Linked DNA regions of Gossypium hirsutum: region 2 is linked to region 1. The links are chromatin contacts, called in public Hi-C maps. All regions are on one chromosome and are shown on one strand. Each heading gives the region's core, a stretch centred on a gene start, on an enhancer-like site or on the middle of the called end of the contact. The rest is flanking DNA. Distances are from core to core; before and after follow the strand shown.

What was found. Hi-C and Micro-C count contacts between places; a contact is called where the count stands out from the background.
Region 2: a contact with region 1 is called in a Hi-C map of leaf, with 1.6 times the contacts expected there. The contact joins two enhancer-like sites. A contact is called at or near these places in 5 of 34 Hi-C or Micro-C datasets (leaf and petal).

The regions. Positions count from the first base shown.
Region 1 is chrA05:36,896,659-36,902,151 of Gossypium_hirsutum_v2.1, forward strand. No RefSeq gene overlaps it. Among protein-coding and RNA genes, the nearest start is that of LOC107904329, 59 kb to the left of the region's middle. Within about 2 kb of position 3,258, at least 1 of the 9 cell types and tissues checked has an H3K27ac peak or open chromatin away from gene starts, as enhancers often do. A contact at or near this core is called in leaf, where this site is marked.
Region 2 is chrA05:36,947,942-36,952,880 of Gossypium_hirsutum_v2.1, forward strand. No RefSeq gene overlaps it. Among protein-coding and RNA genes, the nearest start is that of LOC107904328, 82 kb to the right of the region's middle. Within about 2 kb of position 1,975, at least 7 of the 9 cell types and tissues checked have an H3K27ac peak or open chromatin away from gene starts, as enhancers often do. A contact at or near this core is called in leaf, where this site is marked.

The sequences.
Region 1 (5,493 bases), core at 2,008-4,507:
AAGAACAAATTCATTGAGCAAAGGTTTTTTAGTTTACTTTTCTATTTATTTATTTTTTATTATTCGAATACATATATATATTTCTTTTACTTTTCTTTTTAAAATATAGCATATATATAGACATATAAAAAATATAGTAAAAAAATAAAAAATTTTACTTTTTTTCGAATTTCTAGCCACCGTGTGGTGGCGGACCTGCGGCGGCAACGGCGGCCTTCCTGGCCGGAGTTGGGCCTAGCCCAGAGAGAATTCTCTCTTCTCTCTCTTTTTTTTTCCCTCAGGCTAACAAATGATTTTTTTTTCTCAAAAACATGACTTTTATAGCCCCTTAAAACAACGTCGTTTTGGGGCTGGTCATTAACACCCAAAACGACGTCGTTTTGCCTTGGCCGACCCGAATCTGACCCGCTCCAGGCGTAGGATCCACGTGTTTTTAATGGAAGGGCTAATTGCACTTTTAGCCCTTCTGCTTTTTTATTGTTTTGAAATTAGATTTTTCATTATTTATAATTTTACCCCGTAATTTATTTTGACCTTCAATTTGGTCCCTCTTAGTGCTGTGCGTTTTGGGAGGAGGGGATATTGCCCATTTTGGTCCTCCCTTGTTATCCGTATGCCCAAATTGGTCCTTCTCTTCTTTATTAATTTTTGAATTGGCCCCGAACTTTTACTTTAGGTTCATTTTAGTCCTTTTTGTTATATTCAATATTTTAATTAAATTAATTGGTTTAAAATTATTATATTTACTATTATTATTCCATTATTATTACCTAATACATTATTATCATCATTATTTTTACTTTATTATTAATCTAACGTATTGATGTTATTACTTTTAATTTTATTTTAGTGTTAAATTAATTAAGTTCATATTGTTATTATTATATTATATGTTTTCTTTCGTGTTTATTTATTGTTTTATTATTAGTCAATTTAGTATTGCTAATTATTATTTATTATCGTCCTTATTAACACATCATCATTATTAACATATATATATACATGTGTATTTTTCATGTACATATTAGTATTTTCTACTATTATTACAAATATATTATTTCTTTTATTATATTATTAAAATATTATTTATTATTATTATTTTCTTTATCGTGAATATTATTTTTATTTTTATTCTAATATTATATTTTAATATTTTTCATTAATTGTATCATCGTTCGCATTATTTACGAATTTCTATTGCAAATGATATATATTTTTTTATTTTTAATTAATTTCAATAAATAAGGCAACGTACCGATTTCAACACTAAGTCGCTAATTTCATCGCTATGTTGGGTGAATATAATTGGCTTGTGTTAAAAACGAGACGTCCTTCTAAAAAACCAAAAATTTCAAATTCTCATATTTCAATCGGATCGCGATTAAATATTAAATTAAACTTGTATTTTTGAGAATTAAGACAACGCGTGTTTAACAAAATACCAATTTTTGGGCGTCGCGAGGGTGCTAATACCTTTCTCGTGCGTAACCGACTCCGGAACTCTATTTTTCTCTGGATTTTCACGTAGACCCAAATTGGCCTTCATTTTTGTTCAAATATAATTTTTTTTAAAAAAAAAGAGGATTTATTAGGTGTCTGATCACATCTAGGAAAAAAGATTGGTGGCGACTCCTTTTCTCTTTAAAACCGAAATTCCGTTTTCAAATTTTCAAATAATCGCCTCAATTAGTGACCAAAGCAAATTTTTACGTAGCTACAAATATTTTATTTTAATTATTATTTAAATTTTGGTTTTAATTTTATACTTAAATAATAAATTTTGTTATTGATATCCTCACCTACATAATTTTAATTGATAATAAAATTAATTATTTTAAATATATAAATAATATATATGTTTGAAATAATATTATTTAAAAATTTCAAATATTTAATAGTTTTGTAAAATTAAATTTTGATACATTAATATGACATTATTTTTAATTGTTAAAATTTTATAAACTCAGAGAGTGTATAATTTAAGTATTTTAAATATTCAAATTTATAAATTATTGATATTATTCAAATAATATTTTATAGTTTTAAAATTATATTCTATTTTTAAATAAAAAAAGTTGAAAGTAAATAACACAATTACCAAATGTCACCACAATATATATGCCACAAGTGAATAAATTAAGTATTCATGTCACTTAGAACCTAAAATATTATAATATATATATAATAACATAAAAAGAAGTAAAAGAAAGAAATTATTATTTTTTATTTTTGAATTTGGTATCACAAAAGTTATTTTAAATTTTTTTTTAAAAATGTAATATGAAATAATTATATATGGGAAAGGAAGTAATTTTTTTCTAGTAAAAAAAAATAACTAACTAATTATAGCCGAAGGATCTGAAAAGTTAAAAGAACCCCTGGAACATGTCCATTTCTAAGAAATTTCCAACTCTAGCTAGGGGAAATCAAAAAATTGCAAATAAACTCTTGTAGATAAGACTTTTTTGGCCAAACAATTAGCAAATTGGTTTTGATTATCTAGGAATATAGCGAAAAGAGCACAGTTTCTCTTGACATAGAATATTCTGAATTCTTTGTTTCTAGGCAAAGTCTGATGTGGAGGAAACACTAAAGGAAGTAAATTTTTAATCACGAATTAAATGGATAATAAATACAATTGATGTGACTTACCATTTCACATCAGTAACAATATTTTTCTTTTTTTCTTAAAAAAAAACAATTCAATTCAATTTAGTACTAATAGAAAAAAATATTCCCAATGTATAAATTTATTTTATTAAATAAAAATTATATATATATAAAAGGAGATATCTACTTACACATATGTAAAACTTAAATAGTTTTATATCATTCTATAACTTTTTATACAATTAATATTTTAATCTACAGTTAAATTTATTAAGATATTTGTACTTATTATGTGCCTAAATTTTTGAATTAATTAGATATCTCTATTATATAATCTAAAATATTATCAATATTAATATATATTTAACGGTTAAATTTTTTTTGAATAATTAGATACTTTCAATTTAGGCTAAACTTGACATTCATGATATATATGAATAAAGTATGAAATATGATAATAAAATTATTAAAATATTAATGATATAAAACTTATAAAAAATAAAATAATTTAAATTTTACACTGATACAAATAGATCTCTCCATAACTAGAACAAAAAGGAAACAAAGAAACAACAATAGGGACCACATTGTTTGTTTTTCTCTTGCAAATAATTGAGTTGCATTAATATTCCATCTGCCCCTTCCCTTTTATTCCTTTTTTCGAAAGGAAAGAAGGCATTTGAAATAGACCAATCAACAAATCTGGACAATTGGCCATGCTTAATTTATTAAGTGAAGAAATGAATCACATGAAAATCCAAATATAACCTCCACAATACAGCTAGCAAACACCCCATCTTCCGTTAAGTAATCTAAGCGAAGGAAAGAACCACATGATTATCAACTTGTTTTCGTGGGTCTTCCCCTTTTCAGTTCCCACTCCAATTCCCTCGTTAAAAATAAAAGATTTTTGGAAAATAATTTATTTTTCTGAAAAAGTTAATTATTTTTAAAAAAGTTAATATTTTCTGGTGTTTAGAGGAATTTGTATAAAATATTTTCTGTTATTTAATAGATTTCTTAAAAATATTTCATAAAAATTATTTTTAATTAAATAAACATACATTTGAGATTTTCTTATTTTTCATTGTTTAATTGAATTTATTTTTATCTATAATTTTATATTTTACATTATTTTTGCATATATTAAAAATATTATGTTAAATTCAGATTCATTATAACGTCATTTTTTAATTACATGATTATTAAGTGAGTATTTTGTTTTTAAAAATGTGACATCAACAAAATTGACAAAAAAAAATTAACGATATCAACAATTGGACTTGATTTTTAAATTTGAAAAATAAAGGGACAAAATTCTTGAAAATAAAAAGTACAAAGAGTAAACTACAAATCTGTAAAGTGTACATAGACTTATGACATATTTTAACATTTATACTACAAAACATTTATTATTAATATATTTATAATTGTAATAAATATTTATTATTGAATTATTAATATGGAATATTTTCAATAATATGTGAATAATATTATTTAAAATTTATTATTTTTAAAATAAAATAGAAATATTAAATAATTTATTAAAATAATAAATTATATTTATTATATTAACAATTTATCATATAACTAAATATAAATAATTAAATATGTATGTTTAATAATATTGAAAAATATAATATTTTGAATATTTTTTAAAATAAAAATAAAGATTATTATCAGTATAATAATATTAAGCTTGATTATTTTATCTTGATCTGTAAGTCATTTTCCATTGACTAAACTATTTTTTGTGAAACAAACATAGAAAAATACAGAAAACATTTTCTGTAAAACTTTTTACATGTAAACAAATGGACATTAAATAAAAAAATTAAATATTTTAAAAGTCACCGTATGAATCAATCAATTTTTTTTTAAAAAAATTCATCTCCATACATAAGAGATTGTCGTATAGATATAAATAAAAATATTGTTAATACCGAGACTCAAATATTAAAACCGTCGGAAATCATATATTAAGGGTAGTTACGTTAACTAAGGTCGTATAGTGCTTAACGGAAAAAAATGTGAATATTTGAACTCACGCCAATTACATTAATAAAATTTTAAATTTATTATTCAATTGAAGTTTTATTTTAAACTTTTCATATATTTTAATTTTATTATGTAAATTTTATTATTTTCATCAACTATATATATTAATAATGTTTTTTTTTTAGATTGTGTCACAAATTAATTTGACACCAACTTACAATTGACGACATAATCATGATAAATAATTGTATTTATTTAGTATTCTTAATCTAATATATTTATATGTTTAAATTTTGTTTTACTTATAATCTAATCTAATTTTTTATTTTAATATCATACATATTTCATATGTTATTATTAATTAGTTTCAAACTATACATTCCATTATATATTGCATGTTATTTTGAAACACAAATTTGTATTCTAAATATATGGTTTCCACACATGTATGCGTGGGATAGAGTTTCTAGTTATTATTTAAGTTAGTATTGCTCATCAACCGAGTTTCAAACCAGTTGTGGAATTATTAAAACCTCTTTCCTTTTACAAAGTAAAAGAAAAAAAAAGAAAATTATTATAAAAGGTGTTTATGTATTTTTTATATTTTTATATAAAATCTAGAAAAATACACATGATTAAACTTTTAATCTAAGACAACATGGTTTTCAACATCTCAACTTTATCATGTCATATCATTTGATTTTTACATAAAATTTTAATAAATATATTTGTTACATAATTTTTTCAACCCATATTATGGATTTGACATAATATAATATATATTCTTACATTTTTATACCAACTAGAATAAATTTCCCTTCAAAAATATGATATTTATATATATTTAGTTATTATCTATAACTTAACTTTATGCCTTATAATACG
Region 2 (4,939 bases), core at 725-3,224, 50 kb after region 1:
TTTTTGAGTTGACAATCGAGTTATTTTTTTAAATAACTTTTACTTTTTTTCTCAAGTTGGGATTAAGGTATAATTTATTATAATTTGATCATATTAGTGTTAGAGAAATCTATTTACACGGGTATAAAAATTTAAGTGGTTTTATACTTTTTCGTAAGTTGTTATATGATTAATGTTTTAACAATACAATCGTTATATTTTGTGCTCTATTCATGTAGACCATGCATATCAAATTTTACATAAGTTAAAAATTTATATATATTCATTTTAAATAAAAAATTTCAATCGTTAAATATATATTAATATAGACAATATTTTAGATTAACATGATAAAAATATTATATTGATTTAAAATTTTACATGTATAAAAAATATAAATATATTAATAAATTTAATAATTAAATTATTAAAATATTAACAGTATAAATGTGACAGGAAGGTATAAAACTACATAAGATTTACACTAGCATAAACGAATCTCTCTCCTAATATCAATGTAAATATACCTCCTTCCCCTTCTTCAAACTCCGATTCGTATTTTTCATAGAGATTTATCTGATCAACGATAGAACAAGATCCATTTTGCATCGTACTAAAACATGTCAAGAAAAAAAAACAGCATAAATATGTAAATCACTCAAAGATGTATATAATACTTCTTTTTAATGAATATATGATATTCAATTTAGTTTAAAGTTAAAACTTTAAAAATTACATAAATATAAAAATGTTTAATTTCTTACCCAAGTCTATTTAAGTCATGTTGGAGTAATCCTGACCATCCCCTTCACTATTCGAAAAACACTAAATAATAAAAATATATTTTAATATTAATATTTACATATTTTTATAATCAATAAAAATTTTGAAATAAATTAAAATATTTTATTGAGAAGCTGAGAAGAATATTAAAAGAAGGCAACACCCCCAACCTTTACACTTATCCTCCCTTTCACGTCTTTCTTTTCTTCTTTCTTAGTTTTCAATCTATTATTTTATTTTTAAAATCAAACCAGCAAAAGATTCATCTTTTTCCTTCCATGATGTCTACAGATCTTGAATTGTTCCAAGATTCATTGAAAATAAAATTACCCAAACTCAAAATTATTCAATCTTCTGATGAAAGTGGCACCGGAATTGAACAAGTAAACAAGAACGGAAACAACAGCGTGGAGTTCTGTGCGACACCAACCTCAGACGAAAACAAGATCCCACCAGTTTTGTCATGTCCAGCGGCACCTACAAAACCTAAGAGAACAGCTTCTGTTTCATGCAAAAGAAAGTTGTTTCAAAATTTCAACTTCTTCGAGATCGTTAACAGTGAAGAAGTTGATGCGTTTTTCAAAGCTGGTTTTCATGCTTCTTCCTCTAAAAAAAGGTGCCTATCATCATGTACATGAATATATATATACATATATATCAGCTTTAATTTCCTTTTACATTTGAATTGAAATTACATGCAGATCTGCCCTTATAGGATTAAAACTGTAATTTTTTTTTGTTGGGATTTGGATCCGATCTATAGTCCACACATGTTCAATCTATTTGAAATGTTCACGGATTTGATTTTATCAGATCAACGTATATCGATTTCGTAATTTTCTTTTCAAATTCCAACTTAAGAAGTATATTTTATGTTTTAAAACAATGGGTTTGGAGAAGGAAAGAGAAAGGAATATGAAAGAAAATGTTTTCTTCAGATAGGTAGATGAGAGGTTTAAGTTTGAAAAAGAAGCAAAAATTAAAATTTTAAAAAAAGAGATTAGCATTAAAAGCTCTTTGGATCAAATTATTATTATTTTTTTAATTTTTGGGACTATTTCTTGATTTCTACGACTTTTGGAATGTTTGACGTGTGGGAAAGTGACTGACATTCGAAAACGCTTTTTTTAATTTTGAGTTTCTCGAAGATGATTTTGTTCGACATAGTGCGGGGATCTGTAAAAAAGTGGAGAATGGTCTAAATGTGATAAGCCATACGTAACTATTTGGATTTTGCTTGGTAAAGTCGATCGGTCACTTTTGGAAATGACAGACGAATGGACAGCCACCAAATTCTAGAATCACACTTAATCTTCTTTTTGGTAAAAGTAAATAGACTATGTGCAAGATTGCGTTTTACTCAAAATAATAATAACAATAACACACCTACATTACATCCAATATATAGGTATAGATCCAGAAACAACTAAATAGTAATATGTTTTGTGTATCTTATAATAATATGGTATTTAAAAATTATAAAAAAATTATTTCATATAATTATTTTAAATTTTATAAAAATATAGAAAATTACTTAAAAATAAAGAGTTATAAGAAATTATTAAATTATTAAAAACTATTAGTAGTGCCAACTAGGGGTGAGTGTTTGATTGAATTGAGTGAAAAATTTTGAGTTCAAAAGTCCTATTTTATTATCTAACTCAATTTGAATTTTTTTTAATTGAGTCGAGTGAAATAAAATTCGAATCGAATTAAATTGAGTGAATTTTTTCGAGTTAAATTAAAAAAATTTAAACATGTCAAATAAAAATATTGTTACAGTATAACTAATTCTAGCACATAAATTTGAAACTATATATATTTGAAATTTTTCAAAGTAAAAAAAAAGATACTTGAGTAATAAAATTGAATCATTAATTAGCTCTCAATATTATTATTTTAGAAAATTTTTAAATTTTTAACTTTGTTTTATATATTTTTTAGAATTTTTAAAATTTTTTAAAAATATAAATTTTGAATTTTTTATAAATATTTTGAATTTTTAAAACTTATTTTGATTTTTTTTATAATTATTGTTGAGAGAGACCAATTTGTTTATTTTCAAAATTGACAGGGACCAAAAGGGTATTTACACCAATCTGTTATTCAAATTCTTCAAGTTATTCAAATTATGAAATTCAACTCGACTCGAACTCAAAACTCGAATCAAGTTGACTCGGATAATTCGAATAACTCGATCCAATTAACCCGAAATTTAATTTTTTTTCAATTTTTTAATCAAATTAAGTTTTGCTCACCCTTAGTGCCAACTGTAAATTGCCACTAAAGTAGTTTTATTACTTGCCTTATTTGGTTTGCCAATCAAATGAAAAAAAAAATCTTTGGACCTGATTATGTGTTGTTTTATTAAACATACTTTAGTCCATCTATGGAAGCCAATCTTCAATAATCTAAAGATTGGATTGGATTTGAGTGAATCAAATCAACCTTTAGAACATGGAGAATCGATGAAGACTATGTAGTTGTTTTGGAAATCAGATCTTCGATTGATTATACTGTGATTTTTGAGATTTTAATAGCTATTTTTAAAAGCTATTTTGTATTCATTTAGATTCTATGTTAGCAAGCCAAAATTAATATATGCTTGAAGCTTGTTTAGGTTATGTAACAAGAGTTGATTGAGTGAATTCTAATTTGTTCATTGAGGAATTGCTTTGTGAGAGAGCGCAAATTGTTATTGTAAACATTGTTAAGTGTTTACTGCACAAGTTCTCAAGGGAAGGGTTTTAAAGTGAGTGTTCTAGTCTTCAGGTAAAAATGTGAGATCTCTATACTTGGAGTGATATTGTGTGAACCACTTGTTGTATTCGTGATAAAAGATAGTGGAATTACTCACTGAGCTAGGCTTCATATGTAGGATCTAGTGTCCCTAGTGTAGTATATTTGTTTGTAAACTTGTAATTTTTTCGAATAGATTGGTTAATAAAAGAATTCATTGATTACATTAATATATATTTGTATAATTGTCCTCATGTAATTTTTGCACGCAAAGAAAAATAGATGTAAATGTTGCTCAATGATTGTCTAATGTTTAAACTATTACTAAGCGGTATTACGTAGTCAAATTATAATACCAAAAGACAACTTATATTAGTAGACAAACCTGTACATAGTTTAATTGGAAATGAACAAGCCAATTGAAAAACTAATATGCTATCTATCAAATCCAATTAGGGAGATGCTTTATATTGGACATCAGAGTGGATGACTCCTAGAAGATAGAGACAAATGTGACTGACTAGATTGATAGTATATCGGACAAGATCCAAGAAAAATAGATCCTAAATTCGTTTATGGATTTATTTATTTGTGATGTTTATAGTGTGACAAACCTAAATCTTGAGTGGATGATGGACTATGTATGCATGACTTGTATACTTTGATATAAGAAAAGCCTGAGCTCAAATAGATAAAAAAAAGGGGAAACCGGTGTGTTAGGTATACAACTTTTGCAATATGTAACGCTATTCACAATAGTGGAATTCATAGCTCGAAACATGAGTAAATGAAATCCTCTCATTAGCATTACATGGTTGATGAAAAGTAAACGTGACCATGGGTCATTTGTCTTTGTGATGAATGACTTGATTATTATTTAATAGTAATTGACTTTTCACGAAGGAAGATGTAATGGTTACATAAGATAAAATAGGATCATATTGGGAGAAGAAATATTGTCCCAAAGAGATTAAGTTTATTCTATGAGGGTAACACACTTATGATAAGGTCATTGGATGAACACTGATTGAGTTACTTTCGTAATGGTATGTCATTGGGGAGAGCCCAGTCATAATACTATAGTGGAATGGCTTTGTGACTAAATGAGTTTATAATTAATAGGCAAAAAGCTAGAACCTAATTATAAATCACTTCAGCCTCAATCGCATATGTCCAATTGGTCCCTCCGCTAGCTCATTGACACCAAAAAATGAACATAAATGAATAGAAAGGATGAAAATGGAGAAATGAAAAACATTTGGAATGATTATGGTTTTCTCCAAAATGAAAATAGAGAAATGAAATCATTTGAAAATGAATGTGGTGTTCTCCAAAATGAAAAATAAAAATGACCTTGAAATAAATTCATGTTTTTCGAATTAAATAAAGTTCGAAAATGGAAATAAATCATTTAGTCATAGTGAACTTTTGAATGTAG